5 separate regions of the Mus musculus genome follow, and all the other regions are linked to region 1. Evidence: chromatin contacts called from public Hi-C, HiChIP or PLAC-seq and promoter capture Hi-C data. All regions are on one chromosome and are shown on one strand. The core of a region is the stretch at or near the end of the contact, and the rest is flanking DNA. Distances in the headings are between cores, read along the strand shown. Region 1 holds the start of Ift57 (intraflagellar transport 57). Region 2 holds the start of Bbx (bobby sox HMG box containing). Region 3 overlaps Bbx (bobby sox HMG box containing). Region 4 overlaps Bbx (bobby sox HMG box containing). Region 5 overlaps Bbx (bobby sox HMG box containing).

The links. Promoter capture Hi-C pulls out the DNA fragments that hold promoters and counts their contacts. Hi-C and Micro-C count contacts between places; a contact is called where the count stands out from the background. HiChIP or PLAC-seq counts read pairs in DNA pulled down with a chosen protein or histone mark.
Region 2: a promoter capture Hi-C map of neutrophils shows a contact between it and region 1, with 4 times the contacts expected there. The contact joins the promoter of Bbx here to the promoter of Ift57 in region 1. A contact is called at or near these places in 5 of 39 promoter capture datasets (the 3T3-L1 cell line, liver, neutrophils and 1 more), 9 of 484 Hi-C or Micro-C datasets (B cells, CD8 T cells, cardiomyocytes and 6 more), 3 of 115 datasets of contacts at active chromatin or transcription factors (astrocytes, fetal liver and memory CD8 T cells) and 2 of 9 other capture datasets (adipose tissue and liver).
Region 3: a contact with region 1 is called in a Hi-C map of CD8 T cells, with 5 times the contacts expected there. The contact joins the enhancer-like site here to the promoter of Ift57 in region 1. A contact is called at or near these places in 1 of 39 promoter capture datasets (pre-B cells), 1 of 484 Hi-C or Micro-C datasets (CD8 T cells), 1 of 115 datasets of contacts at active chromatin or transcription factors (effector CD8 T cells) and 1 of 9 other capture datasets (embryonic stem cells).
Region 4: a contact with region 1 is called in a Hi-C map of adipose-derived mesenchymal stem cells, with 4 times the contacts expected there. The contact joins the enhancer-like site here to the promoter of Ift57 in region 1. A contact is called at or near these places in 7 of 39 promoter capture datasets (the 3T3-L1 cell line, 3T3-L1-derived adipocytes, cranial neural crest and 3 more), 4 of 484 Hi-C or Micro-C datasets (the N1E-115 cell line, adipose-derived mesenchymal stem cells, bone marrow-derived macrophages and 1 more) and 2 of 115 datasets of contacts at active chromatin or transcription factors (astrocytes and large pre-B cells).
Region 5: an H3K4me3 HiChIP or PLAC-seq map of bone marrow-derived macrophages shows a contact between it and region 1, with 4 times the contacts expected there. The contact joins the enhancer-like site here to the promoter of Ift57 in region 1. A contact is called at or near these places in 5 of 39 promoter capture datasets (the 3T3-L1 cell line, the C10 cell line, cranial neural crest and 1 more), 2 of 115 datasets of contacts at active chromatin or transcription factors (bone marrow-derived macrophages and forebrain) and 1 of 9 other capture datasets (adipose tissue).

The regions. Positions count from the first base shown.
Region 1 is chr16:49,697,918-49,700,683 of GRCm38.p6, reverse strand. Ift57 (intraflagellar transport 57) reads right to left here and starts at 1,390. Exons shown (of 11, transcript NM_028680.3): 1 at 1,135-1,390. The coding sequence starts at 1,346.
Region 2 is chr16:50,431,028-50,433,793 of GRCm38.p6, reverse strand. Bbx (bobby sox HMG box containing) reads left to right here and starts at 1,405. Exons shown (of 17, transcript NM_027444.3): 1 at 1,405-1,552.
Region 3 is chr16:50,371,335-50,374,100 of GRCm38.p6, reverse strand. All of the region lies in intron 2 of Bbx (bobby sox HMG box containing), which reads left to right. Among named protein-coding and RNA genes, the nearest start is that of Bbx, 60 kb to the left of the region's middle. Within about 2 kb of position 1,335, at least 34 of the 459 cell types and tissues checked have an H3K27ac peak or open chromatin away from gene starts, as enhancers often do. A contact at or near this core is called in CD8 T cells, where this site is marked.
Region 4 is chr16:50,308,329-50,311,094 of GRCm38.p6, reverse strand. The region is part of intron 3 of Bbx (bobby sox HMG box containing); the gene reads left to right. Among named protein-coding and RNA genes, the nearest start is that of Bbx, 120 kb to the left of the region's middle. Within about 2 kb of position 1,439, at least 105 of the 459 cell types and tissues checked have an H3K27ac peak or open chromatin away from gene starts, as enhancers often do. A contact at or near this core is called in adipose-derived mesenchymal stem cells, liver and muscle stem cells, where this site is marked.
Region 5 is chr16:50,223,772-50,226,537 of GRCm38.p6, reverse strand. It overlaps Bbx (bobby sox HMG box containing), which reads left to right. Exons shown (of 17, transcript NM_027444.3): 11 at 1,245-2,250. Among named protein-coding and RNA genes, the nearest start is that of Gm4827, 150 kb to the right of the region's middle. Within about 2 kb of position 1,402, at least 6 of the 459 cell types and tissues checked have an H3K27ac peak or open chromatin away from gene starts, as enhancers often do. A contact at or near this core is called in bone marrow-derived macrophages, where this site is marked.

The DNA of each region.
Region 1 (2,766 bases), core at 141-2,640:
AAGCTTTGAGTTTCAGTACAGCAAGGCATTAATAAGAGCTCGTTAATAATATTACTATTAATAGTAAGTCCACTTTCCCTTTGTTTGACAGATAAATTTGAAAAACTTAACACTTTTATCCCCACCAAAAATGTTGGCCATCTATATTACTATGACCAATTTATTTTAAATAATAATCCCAATCTAGAAACTTCTATTATGGATCAGGATCAAGATGATCTTTCTTCTCTAATTTTTCTCCTTTTACAGACTAACTTGGCATTGTGGGCAGATTTTATACAAGAATTCTTCCAGACCTGTCTGGAAGAGGGTAAGAGCTTAAAACTGCCAAGAGAAATGATATGTGTCCCATTGATGGAAAAGAAAGTACGATAAATAACTCTTTAATTTCTTCTTACAGAATAAAACAAACACGGGATTTAGAGGGAAAAAAAAGCAATAGAACACAGTTATCACTAAGCTACCATGATTACAGGAGGGACTTTTGTCTATCACTCTTGACAACTATAGGCTCTGCCTTGGGGATATTCCAAACTTTCCCCACTACCGCAAGCGGGAACTTTAGGTCCTATATTGAGGGCCATTCCAAACACTTATTTCATTTGCCTTCTCCACTTCCCATTTTCTAAGAGTATTGTTGCAAAAGCACTAAGTCGTTTGAACCATAGTAATTAGCCCACAAGTTTACTTACTACATAACAAGTGCTGCTCAGAAATGTCCTAAGTATTCACAGTTGTTAGTTTACAAAGTCTAGCAAAGGAAAACATAAACTAGAAAGAGATCTAAATGATAAGGGCGCTCATCGCTAGAGATAGGTTTTTCTACCCTTTCTACTTTGGGTATTTTATTATATTTAAAACAAGATTTGTGTTTGGTAGACGGTGCGTGACTGTTTTGAAAAATGGGCAGACTGTCTTCCCCAGTCCTCCCTGCCATTACAAAACTTGTTTACTTTCTCCACAAAATGATCAAGTCTGAAAAACTACACCTTCCACAGTGCGGAAGTTTCCTTCCTGAGCACAGAAGCCAGAGGAAGGGATGTAAGGACCCCCGCGCGGGGTCTTCGCCTCACCTAAGGGGGAGCGTCCCCCTGGGGTCCAGCCAGCACCCGGCGCTGGGGGCAAGGCACGCACCTGGACGGGGGCTTCAGATTGCTCTTTCGGAGTAGCTCCTCCTCGTAGCGGAGCAGCTTCAGCTTCTCCACTAAGTCTTCCATCACCACGAACATGTGGTAGGCCGCTCCTGGCCCGCGCTCCACCACAGCCTCCCCTGCGCCTTCCCCGCGAGCCCGAGACACCCCATCGTCCAAGCCCGACGGCGGGATCACCGCGGCCGCGGCGGCCATCCCTGCTCAGACCCCCAGCGCCCGGCTGGGCTCCGGCCAGGATCTCTGCAGCCTTCGCCGCCCGCACCCCACAGACCGCACAGTCCCCACCGTTACCAGGCAACCGCAGGGCAGCCGGTCACCACGGCAACCAGACCCGCCTCCTTCGCTCCCAGCCGGCCTCTCTAAATTTTCACCAATCAAAGCTGGATTCTTACGTGACGTCACGCCATGCTGGTCCCTGGCCTAGGGGGTAGCTCCGCCCTATGGGCGTGGCGCATCGTCCCCCACCTCTTCCGCCTCTCCCGCGCGCCTTAAAGGCGTAGGGTCCCCAGCTATTTAGCGCTGCATGCTGAGTACAGCCAAGAGGAGCACAGGATCTGGTATTCTGCTCAGGGCTGCTGAATGAACAGACATCTGGTCATCGAGGTAGCAATTCAAAGGACTGAAACGAAGCAGAACAGAGTGTTGGAGGTTATGCTTGCTCAGTGATTCTTGTTTTATTTTCTCAAAGTGGGAAGTTGTGGTGAAACTCGCTGTCCTTAGGTTCACATTACCTCAGAAATTCCACCCGCAAGACTGCTAGTCTATTTCTTAACTTAATTGCTTATTAGATAGTGCTAGACTTACGAGTATATTCTAAATAAGACTTAAAGTCTTACAATGATCTTATCTCACTCCATTAGGAAAGCGGTTGCTTGGAAGAGGGCAGCTTGGGAAAAGATTTATACCACACACACATTGGCCTCAATCTGTTCCGAGCCCATGCAGATTTAAATTCTTGAGTACTAATGAAATCCCACAAAATATAGTATCTGGAAAGGAAGTGCTGCATTGTAGCACTTACATTTAGATAAGAACATTTCTGCTATTATGTCAGCACGTATTGACCTAGAAAACACATGGAGACATAACTGACCAGGGATGTGACTTATCCTTACAATAAAGTACTGCATCAGGCAATCTTTCTTGTAGTTAAAGATAAGAAGTGAAGCGAAGAGAAGTTGCCTAGCTACTTCTTAAGATAACTCAGAAGCAAGAGGTGTAACATTTGTCTGATTAACCCTGTGCCTGTTAAGGGGTCATCAACAGCTTATATCACACCCTAAATAATGTAGCAGGATCATATTTTTGACATAATTAAAATCTGAATCATATTTGTAAAAATCCTTGTGATAAAAGGAAGAGTTTTTCTTTCTAATCAGCCTTGTTTCTAATGCTAATAAAGGTATCCAAATGAAAAACATTGCTATTCATCAAATAAAAGACACACATAAAACTACTGATTTATGTAGAAAATAAAATGGAGATGAGAAATCCAAGGATAACTGGGTAATTGCACGCCTCACAGGTGGAGGTCAGAGGACAACCTTCTATATCAGTCCTCAACTACTACTTTGAGACAGACAGCTTTTCTGTAAACTTTTTTTAAATTTCTTTT
Region 2 (2,766 bases), core at 156-2,655, 730 kb before region 1:
CACCCCCCCCCCCAAACAAACAAACACACAAACAAAAAGTCCAAAACCCAAAACCAGAACAGAAAGGTTTTCTTACTCGGTTTACTTTTAAAATTTAGGCTATCAGTTAGACTATAAAAATCATACTATTTAATCTTCAAAACTGTTTGTATTTAAGATTCTTGAAAATTTTGGATCCTGGTCAGAAGGAACTCCAGGAAAACATCTGGGACCTAGAATAGTCCCAGTGAGTTGTAGATGCTGAATAACCATTTAATGAAGGCAATCTTGGGAAAGCTTATTTTAATCTTTAAATAAAAACTAAAATCAACTCTAAGAATGAAGGAGACTAAAAGAACTCATATGCTCAAAAGATTGCTCAACTAGTTAAAAACTTGTGTGTGCATTTTATTCTGTTTTAATTCCTAGGTTCGGTTCTTTCTAAGTATCCCTTTGACTTGTTTATATCAAACTGTTAACAAGATCTGCCAAAGATACAGCATAGTAAAAATATCATTAAAACTAGATCTCGCTTTCATTGTCTCTAGAAATCACCCACCATAGAGTAGTCATATACAGCGGGAAATACATAAAACAAAGGATGTGTGTGCGTGTGCGTGTGCGCGCGCGCGCGCGCGCGTGTGTGTGTGTGTGTGTGTGTATTATAAATCTTGGCTATATTGAACCAAGAGGTCTATTTCTAAGGCAGACTGTCGATTGTCATTTTCCCACAAGGTGTGTAATTTCAGCACACCTTGTGTACCCATACAGGTGATTGCCCTCTGACTTTCAAGTGCACATTCGGCTACTTTAGCATAAGGTTTATCTTTGTTTCTGCCTGTTGTATTGATTTTTTTTCTTACTTTCTGAATTTGCTTGCTAACGAGGCAGTCACAATCTCAAAGCATTCTAGTCTTGATAAACTTATCTCGCACTATTTTGGCCTATGTGATGGCTAACCCATTGACAAAAGAAATCTAAGCTGATAAAAGCCTTTCTCGGCCACTTGTTAGCAGGCCGGGCTGTAAAATCATAACACAATGCTCGCCTCTTTCATGGGGCACCACAAGGCAGCGATCAAACCCATCCCTCCTCACTTCCATATCCAGTGGAGTTGTAGTTTATTACCATAACCCTCCCAAGTCAAAAGGACACCAGTTTCAAGCCTGGCAACTTGGTATAGAGAGGGCTTCCTTCCTGACCCCTACTCTGCTGGGCCTCACTACCTGTCTTCGCCCACTGTCTACAGGTCCCGAACATTAGAAAATAGAAAATGTGATGATCTTTGTGTGTCTCTGTGAAATGTGTGTATGTGTGCGTGTGTTTGGGTGTAACGCGCCTCCTGTTTGGCTGCGCCGCCCGTCCGTCACGGCGCGGGCCAATGGCAGGCTGCCTTATATAAAATGAGTGTTTTCAGTCTCTCCGGGTTGCATGTACTGTATGTGGAGCAGTGTACAGTGGAGCGGAGGCAGCGCGGCTCCGCAAGCTCCTCTCCACTTTCCCATAGAGAGCCCCTGACTGGCCGCTGAGGGCGAGCCACACACACGCCCTCGCGCCGCGGCGAGCCCGCGAGGTAGGCGCCCGCCATCCGCAGCCTTCGCAGGCGCTCTCCCGCACTTTCTGTTTTCCTACTCACTTGCGAGCCGCCGGGGCTGCAGCCCGAGGACTCCGCGGCAGGAGCGGCGGCAGCGGCGGCGGCAGCCGGTAGGGTGGACTTGAGGAAGGCGAGGGGAACCCGCGCGTCCGGAGCCCGAGCCGCCACCGGCCGGCGCCTCGCGGGCCACTTTCCCCTCAGCCAAAACTTTGGGTGGCGAGAGGTCGGGCCGAGGGTCGCGGCGGCCGCGCCGGCGGGCCCGGGCCGGGGGGCGCGCGGCGCTGCCCGGCGAGCGCGAGCTGGGGGCCGGGCTGGGGAGGAGTAGGCCAGCCGGTGCCAGGCTGCGTTTGCAGGCAGCACCTCTCGGCGCCCGGGCAGCGCCGCCCGAGGGGGCACGGAGCCGGGGCGCGGGGTTGAGCCGCCCGAGGAAAACAACAACGGAGCGGTCCCCTCACGCCGGCGGGCGGCTCGTGGCCGCCCCGGGAGCCCCAAACTTCAAGGAGGCGAAAGTACGTGGAGGAGCCCCGGGCAGGGCTCGGCTGCCGGGGGAGGTGGGGCCTGAGGAGCCCGGGGCAGGGGTGGAAGGTACGGGAAGGCTGCCCTCGGTGGGTCGGGGCTACATTTGGTGTGTGTGCGACGGTGACCGGGACCGGCAGCCCGGTTGCTCGTTCATCTGCAGAGTTAGGATTTGGGTGTTCCGGCCCCGAGATCGGTGTCCCCCTCACCCCCCACCCCCAGCCAAATGCGCGGCGAGTGGAGAAAGTGCTGTTCCAGTGCCAGAGTAGCCTGGAGGAAGAACAGGGGAGAGGGGAAGAAGGCGAAGAAGGCGAGAGAGGGAGAGGAGGGGAGGGGAGGGAAAGGGGAGAGGGAGGGGAAGAGAGAGAGAGAGAGAGAGAGAGAGAGAGAGAGAGAGAGAGAGAGAGAGAGAGAGAGAGAGAGAGAAACGGGAGGGAAGAGAGGAGGGGGGAGAGGACGAGGGAGGCTGTGTCAGGATTTTGCTTGAATGTGGGATTATGTTGTGTCAATAAGTTTAAGGTGGAGAGAGCGAGGCTGGGGGTGGTGGCGGTGGAGGGGAGGAGGAAGGCCTTGGCTGGTTAAAGACTCATTCTGAAGGTAAGTTATGGCATTGCACGGTCGCGATGACAGAAAACTTGCAGATCCTTTATCCGGGGATGGGGTCGATGCCTCTAGAA
Region 3 (2,766 bases), core at 86-2,585, 670 kb before region 1:
TTTTTTTCACTTGTTTATCTTTTTCTTCCCATGAAGTCAGAAGCACTGTCTGCTTTGTCCTCTTTTCTAGTGACTAGAACTGTAATTGTTCCTAAATAGGGAACCGTGGCAGGATTAGAATGAATGAATGATGGTTGATTGTTCTTACGAGCCTGGGGGGCTGGGGGTGGGGACTGTGAGCCAGAGCTCTAACGTTTGAGGCCGGGGAGGTAGAGGGAAGTGAGAACACACTGAACATTTGGGCTGATCACAAGGGGAGGGAAGGGTTCTGAAGAGTCAGGGTGGAAGTTAATGCAGGCTCAGTGAGAAAGCCTGGGTGAAAGTCCTTTCCCCCTGGAAAGGGGGAGGTAATGTGTGAGGTTATTCAGAGAAGCAGTATGGAATTAGGTATTTGAGGTTCAAAATCCCCGTTTGCCTCATATAATAGGAGTAACTTTATTAAATAAACCTTAGCTTCTCTGTGCCCATTCCCCAATTCTCTTTAAAAAAATATATGTCTTTTGTTCGGTCATGATTATTTTAATGAATATTTTTAATAAGAAAATCATAGTTATCTTTCTAACACTAGCATAAAATTATAAAAGGATAAGGTAAAAACTGAACATACCATGATAGAGATAGTCTTATGTCTATGCGCTAGGATTTGGGGTTAGCAGGTAAAATGGCAAGAGTCAAAAATGTCAGTAGTGATGCGACTGTGGGCCATAGCTATTGTAACAGAAATTGCACATCTACCAATGAATAAAATCCCAAGTTAAGTAAGAAGCCATGCAAATTGTGTACGATTACTGATACTTAAAAATCCCAAGTAAGATAAAAGGGATGATACATTTCACCTGCGCTACCCACTAGAGTCTTATAAAACAACTGAGAAAACAGTTGTTTGTAATTAGAGAACAATTGAAGTCAGTAGAGTTAAATCCTAATTCTGAATTTTTTGGGGGTGATTTCTGCTTCTGGATCCACTGGTTTTTGTTTTGTTTCCAGATTGCTTTATCGATCAGGTTCTCTTTCTTTCAGGCAATTATTTGAAAGTAAAAACGCAACAGAGTGGCAGGGTAGGAGCTAACTTCTGTTTCTCTTACAGAGAACCTGGGTTCAGTTCCCAGCACTCTCGAGGTGGCTCACAACCACCTGACCTCTGTTCCAGGGCATCCAAATTTCTCTTTTGAGCATTGTGGGCACCAAGGATTCATGTGGTGCATATGTATACATAAACACATGCACATCAATAAAATAAACAAATCTTAAAAGAGAAAAGTGCAACTGAAACGACAGCACATGACTCAGATTTCCAGCTGCCTCCAGTGCAAGAGCGCTTGCTGGTTTAAATGTTCAGTGGTTTCCTGTGGCTCTGCAAAGCACAGAGGAACCTAGGGCCTGATGTGGTTTTTGAGTAGTGCCACCTAGCAGAGCATTTTCAAGGTTTTAGAAGTGGAGGCTAAGGAAATAGCACAAGGTCAACACCCCAATTCAGAGAGAGAGAGAGAGAGAGAGAGAGAGAGAGAGAGAGAGAGAGAGAGAGAGAGAGAGAGAGAGAGAGAGAGAGAGAGAGAGAAACTCAGAAGTGAGGTTTACTCTTCATTTGCAGCTCTGAAAAATGTATTAGAGAGAACAATTGTCCTTACTTTTGTTCAGTTACAGAAATATGTCAGAATTTCTGAACCTGTTTTGAGGATTTTGCCTTTTCTAATTATATATTAAAGGACACAGGTGTATTTAGAAAAAAAAAAAAAAAAAACAAACCAGAATTTAGGAAAAGGAATTTTTTGTGTGAAAGTGATTTTCACAGTTGGCTAGCAATTTTGGATCATACGCTATGAATTTTGGTTAGTTCCTTTATACCTTTATTTTATTAATTTTTTTAAATATCATTTTTGGGATCCATTTATCCTAGTTTAATCCTATTATCTCCCCCCAGCCCCTCAGGATATAAGCCTTCATATGTATAATGCAGAGTTTTACAGTTTCAAATTTCAATTATTTCCTTAAAGTTAGCCTTTGTTAACATTTCTGAAATCATTTTCACAAGGAACCATTCCATGGGCTCTTTGACAATAGGTTATACCTACTTAAATATGAAGATTTAAAAAATTAAATAATTACTATAATATTGAGATGCCTTATAGCATGGGTGAATGAGAAATTTTAATGTCCATTTACATACGTGTGCCCATCTTACTTCTGCTTTGAGTTTTTACCCACCATGCTCTGCATCCATTATACTACTCTGAAGTTTTAGCACTGCTCAGAGGCCTGCCTGCCTCCATAGGGATCTTCCATTTGGGGGTCATGTTGGCCACTGGCCTTTCTGTCTCATATCTTGAAGCTTACTGACTCATCATTTATTTCATCAAAAGCTATGTCATGGGCCTGTGCCCAACATGTAGATTAGGGCAGAGCATGGTGAGTAAACTGTTTTGTAGTGTGGGGGCAGGGATGCCACTCTTCAGTGGCCGTACAGTTCCATGTGGCTCCAAGGCAGTCACAGTCTGCCTGGTCCTATATCTCCGGAAACTTAGCTGCTGACCTTTCATGACCTTATTTCCCTAACACAGCTCAAAATACTCCTGCTTCTAGGCATTGCCCACTCCCGGGAATCAGCCAGTTTCCCAAAGGCTAATGACATCCCTGATGGACCACCCATCCAGTCCTAAAGAGGAATCACATACTAAATACAGAGCCACACCAATACTTTTCTCTTGGGTGCTTTATCTAAAGGAAAGACTTCAGATTGTGCTTTTACTATGATATCCATCTAAAGAA
Region 4 (2,766 bases), core at 190-2,689, 610 kb before region 1:
TTTCTTTCTTTCTTTCTTTCTTCCTTCCTTCCTTCCTTCCTTCCTTCCTTCCTTCCTTCCTTCCTTCCTTCCAAATGTGTGTGTGTAGATTTTTTGATTATTTGGGAATTTCATGTCATGAACCCCAATAACACTTCCCAGTTTTTCCAGGTCTGTTCTCCACCCTTAAGACCTCCCCCTGCCCCAATAAGGAAGAAGAATGAAAAAGGGGGAAGAAGAAGGGAGGAGGAGGAAGAGGAGGAGCAGGGAAGAGGAGGAGGAGAAGGAGAAGGAGAGGGGAACAGTATTCTGTTTGTGTTGTCCATACTCCCTGGAGCATGGTCAAACTCCCAGTGAGCAGCCCCTTAAGGAAAGCTGAGGCGGAAGAGTATAAAGACCAGGTGCACTGGAGAGGAACAAAGACTGTCCAAATGGATTGCGTTAATCCTCTGTGAAGGTAATGAGTGCACTCCTACAGTAATGGCTTCAATCTAGTCAGTAAGAACATAGTTCCCCAGAAAAATTCATTTTAAAAAGTTCTGAACCTTGAACTGTGGATAAGCCTCTAACATATGGAGTTTGGGGTCAGATTCAAGCCATAGTATAGTTAAAATTAAGTAGAAACAGTCCTTGTGAGTGTATTAGATAATATTAATAGAGAAATGCATTCTCACAGTTTTTAAATTAAATGTATATTTCAAAATTAAAATATGATTAAATCATTTTCTTTTTTCTTTTTTTCCTCCTTCCATCTATCTTCTGCCTTCCATACCCACAGATTCACGACCTCTTTGTTTTAATTGCTATTGTTTGTGTGTGTGCGTGTGTGTATATCTATAGATATAGATATGTAGATAATAGATATATAAATACATCCTGCTGAGTCTGTTTAATGTTGCATGTGTATGATTTCAGTGATAACCACAGTGTTACAATCACAGAATATAAAGTTTTAGAGAGAAAAATAGTTATACTTATGTCTCATATAATTAGACCCAAAAATCATTAATGCTACATCTGTTTTACATGAGAAAAGTAGAGCTTACTGGTACCTTATCTCAATTTCCTTGAAATTAGAAGTAAATGTCACAAGCGCCTGGAAAGAGTCATCTTGTGTGAATACACTGCTGCTCTCTGGCTGTACAACTGGTGCTAGAAACTTTGAGCGTTGGTGTGCCTTTATTCTTTGAGTAAGTGCCAGTACCACCTTTGACCTGGAAAGATGGGTCTGGGTGTCCTGGTGTTAGTCCAGCAGTGTGGAACTCACTGTATCACTGGCCTTTTAATTTATCACAGATTCCAAGTATATCATAATTGCATAAAAGGCCCTCTTTGCCCTGAAATGTTAACTTTTATATCAGTTGAAAGTTCTTGGACAGGAAACATTTGCTCTAGCAATGACTCTGGAGTCTGCATGATCAGCGGGATGACTGATCCCAGTGTGTTGCTGCCAAGTACAGGGAAGACATGGAGAAGTGCGGTGTGTGAGCTGCTTTGACTCACCCGTTCCTTTGGCAGCGGCTGCAGGCCCGTGGCAGCAGTACAAAATCTGTGTACTTGCACATTTCAAAGCTGCTTTTCTTAGGCTCCCCGAGCAGTTTGTATAGAGGTGGAGCCAAAGTAAGATGTCTACAGACTCAGTCTCAAAAGCAGTTCGCATGTAACCTACAAAGGACCCCTTTGAGATTTGTCTTATCACTATGGTCCTCAGTCTTCTTTCAAAGCCGATGCAGGCGAATTGTGTTCAGCCTGAGCTGAAATCTAGTGGAGAGAGTTTTTCCAAATTCCAGCCTTAGGATTATTTAGATTGGCGGGGCTGCTGCCTCTAGGACTGGATGAGGTGAACCATAAGTTAGAGATAAGTGAAATAGCCAAGGCATTCGTCTATCTACGGTTAGTATTTGCATCTGAATTTATAGCTTTCACTTCATATGTACATTTACTGTGCAGAATCTGGTTCTGTGAATAGCAAGACATACAGTGCAAAATTACAGCGATGAGAAGCGTAACCCTAATGTGAAAGTCAGCTACAAGTGTCAGCTGTCAAAGGCTGAGAGATAGGAAGACACATGGTGACAGGAACCAGTCCAAGAAGAAAGAATGTGTGGTCTATCTCCACCTACTCTGGGAGATGATGGGAGAGAAAAGATGCCACCTGTGAGGAAAATTAGGACTCTCTTCTCAAATACTAAGTGCCAGGCCATGCGTGCTCTTTGTGAGCCTGTGATCCTGAGCACTCACCGAGGTGGCTCTGCCCCCACAGTCTCAGCAAACGCTGTGGACCAAGTTGGCGGAAAACAAACGTCTCCTTGTACCCATTTGGTGAACAACACAGATTCCCAAACTGATGGGTTTGTTCTGGGAAGCCGCCTCATCCCAGTCCCACTGATGTCATGGTAGAAGATGGACTCAGTTTAACTCTCTCGTTTGCCTTTCAGACCGACCTAAGTAGCAGTTCCCATATGGACCTCGTAGAATCAAAGCGTAGACAGTTAAGGAGGTTTCTCTTTCCTTAAGGCAATATTAATGAAGACATCTCATTTCTGTCTGAAAAAGAAGGAGCCAGTGTGATTTAGGGAAAGAGATCTAATCGAGTGATCAAGAGACCCTGGCTCTGACGATAATTAGCTCAGTGCACTTGAGTTAACCTTTGATATCTGTGGATCTTGTTTTCTCCCTTTGTAAGTTGGATGGTACCCAAGAATCGGATTTGCAGTGCCACCTCCGATGAAATGAATGGTTCCACTTTTAAAAGAATAACTCCTTAAGCTGAAATTATTCTGCAAA
Region 5 (2,766 bases), core at 153-2,652, 530 kb before region 1:
CCTATGCTGATTTTATGCTGATTCATCAAACTCCAGTGCCCTTCCCTTCTGTGTGCTAATGCACAGTAAACTACATATGTTACACTGCTTTGACCTGTGCTGCCCTTGACAAAACAGCAACATTGACCTCTTAGTAAATTCCTCAAAGAGAAACCTGGGCCTGCTTGTTTTATATCTTTAGTCGTCCTCTTGGGGCCTGGCATTTGAGAGTTTACAGTTAAGTGTTTATGAGTGGATGCTGAAGTATAGAAAATAGTTTACAATAAGCTGTAATTTCACTTCCCTGGTGTTAGGAGGTAATAGAGAGCTGGAGATGAAGGTAAACAGCTTTCCTTTTAAATGTCCCATATGTGTTATTTAGGGATGAAGAAGTTTCAGAGTTTACCAAATCTATAGCAGATGTATTTTTGGCATTCAGAAAATTTCAAATTCTATAAAAATGTACATGTGTAGTAAATATATCTTGTTGTATGTAATGTGTCCTGTACATATTCAAATGCATAAGTATTCTGGTAGCAAAAATACAGTCACAAGTAAGTATGATCAACTTTTTAAGACATAAGTAGTTTCAATTGCTTTCACTCAGAATCGATAGTCAAGCTCAAATGAGATTAGATTTATCACCAAACAAGATCAAACTCAGATGTTTTCAGATCTTCTGTGGTTTTAGAGCTGTATGTCAGCATCTGGAAACCTATAATATGTATTCACAATTATAGGTTTGAAACCTTTGAACCAATTGAAACCTTTGTTTAATGAATCATTATAACATTTCTGACTTCACGCGCATCAGTGGAAGTTACTTCTATTTTTCCTTTTTTCTCTGGAGTGTTGGGCCAAATATCAGAACAGAGTATGAAGATTATTACATACTGACACAAGGACATCATCTCACTTAGCCTTATAAAAATCCTCCAGGATAGGATGTATGTTTTATAAACGTCTGGGGGCAATAAGAAGTAAAATTCTGTGCTAGATAAGTAAAAACTAAGAGCCAAATTTATCTCTAAGCTTTAGAATCCATCCTCTAGCAAATCTCATTTTCCTAAGAAAAGTATCTGGTGATGCTAGGATATGATTCAAAATGTTTACCTGTGCTTCAATGAAATTAATTCTGAAGAAATGAACTAATTGTAACATTTGGAATTTTTAAACGATATATTTTAAAAAGTTAAAACTAATTTCAATGATAAAATAATGAGACTGTTTGCTAATTCCCTCTCACTTATGTTTCAACTATTTAGATGTGTCTGGCATCAGAGGGGGTGAAAATGGAAGACACAAAACTAATAAAATCAAAAGAGTCAGATGGAGGAAGAATTGAGGAAATAGAAAAGGGGAAGGAAGAGAGAGGCACAGAAGTGGAGAAAACCACTGAAACTTCGTTCCAGAAGGAAGCAGAATTTGGGAAGTCAGCTAAGGGCAACGTGAGAGAGTCTAAGGACTTAAGAGACATCGAACAGCTACAGATGGATAATGTCATGGCTATCAAAGTGGAAGACCCCAAAGAAATTAGGAAGGAGCCAGAGGATGATCAGAAATACAGTCACTTCCCTGATTTTTCTTACTCTGCCAGTAGCAAGATAATAATTAGTGGTGTCCCCAGTAGAAAGGACCACATGTGCCATCCTCACGGAATTATGATCATTGAGGACCCAACCACGCTAAACAAACCAGAGAAGATAAAGAAGAAAAAGAAGAAAAACAAACTGGATCGACACGGAAATGACAAATCCACACCCAAGAAGACGTGCAAGAAGAGGCAGTCTTCAGAATCTGACATCGAGAGTGTCATGTACACCATCGAAGCTGTGGCAAAAGGAGACTGGGGTGTTGACAAACTCGGAGAAACCCCAAGAAAGAAAGTCCGCCCCTCCTCAAGTGGCAAGGGAGGCATTTTGGATGCCAAGCCACCAAAGAAAAAAGTGAAATCCAAGGAGAAGAAAGTTTCCAAGGAGAAGTGCTCAGACATCACCAAAGAGTCTCGACCTCCAGATTTCCTTAGCATTTCTGCCAGCAAGAGTGTTCCTGGGGAGGTGCCAGAGGGCATAAAAGCAGAACCCTTGACCCCTACCGAGGATGCACTGCCACCTAGCCTACCAGGACAGGCTAAGCCTGAGGATAGTGATTGTCACAGAAAAACGGAGACCTGTGGCTCCAGGAAATCTGAGAGGTCTTGCAAAGGTGCTCTTTATAAAACCCTGGTGTCCGAGGGCATGCTCACCTCTCTCCGAGCTAATGTTGACAGAGGTAAGTGACTTCTGCAAACCTGAAAGGACAGCAAGGCCTAGCAGAGTCTTCCCTTGAAAGAACTCATCATGATCAGTTGAATATCAAACTAATACCTTGTGTGAATCATTCATGTGTCTCATCCATCTCACTTTACCTGTGAGCTTCCAAGCACTTAAGGGAGGGTTTGTAGGTAGCCATCATAGAGAAATGCCAGGTAACTACATTTTTGTTTCTTTGTTGTGGGCTGCTTTCATTTTGAAGGGTCAGTGTTGAATGTTGCTTTTAGCCCGAGTATTTCAACTGATGAAATTTCCTGCATGACACAAATAAATTTGGCAGAATCCTTACCTGTAGGCTCCAAAAGCAAATATCCTATCTAGTGCTTTTGTGAGGTAATCAAAACCACAACTGAAGTGTTATTTTGAATGTGGTAGCATCTGTAGAGTATTTTATATGTATTCATTTCATTTTGAAGTATCTGAAGAGGGAACTTTTTCTTGTTGGGCTCTATCCCAGTAAGAAATGTGTGGTTCT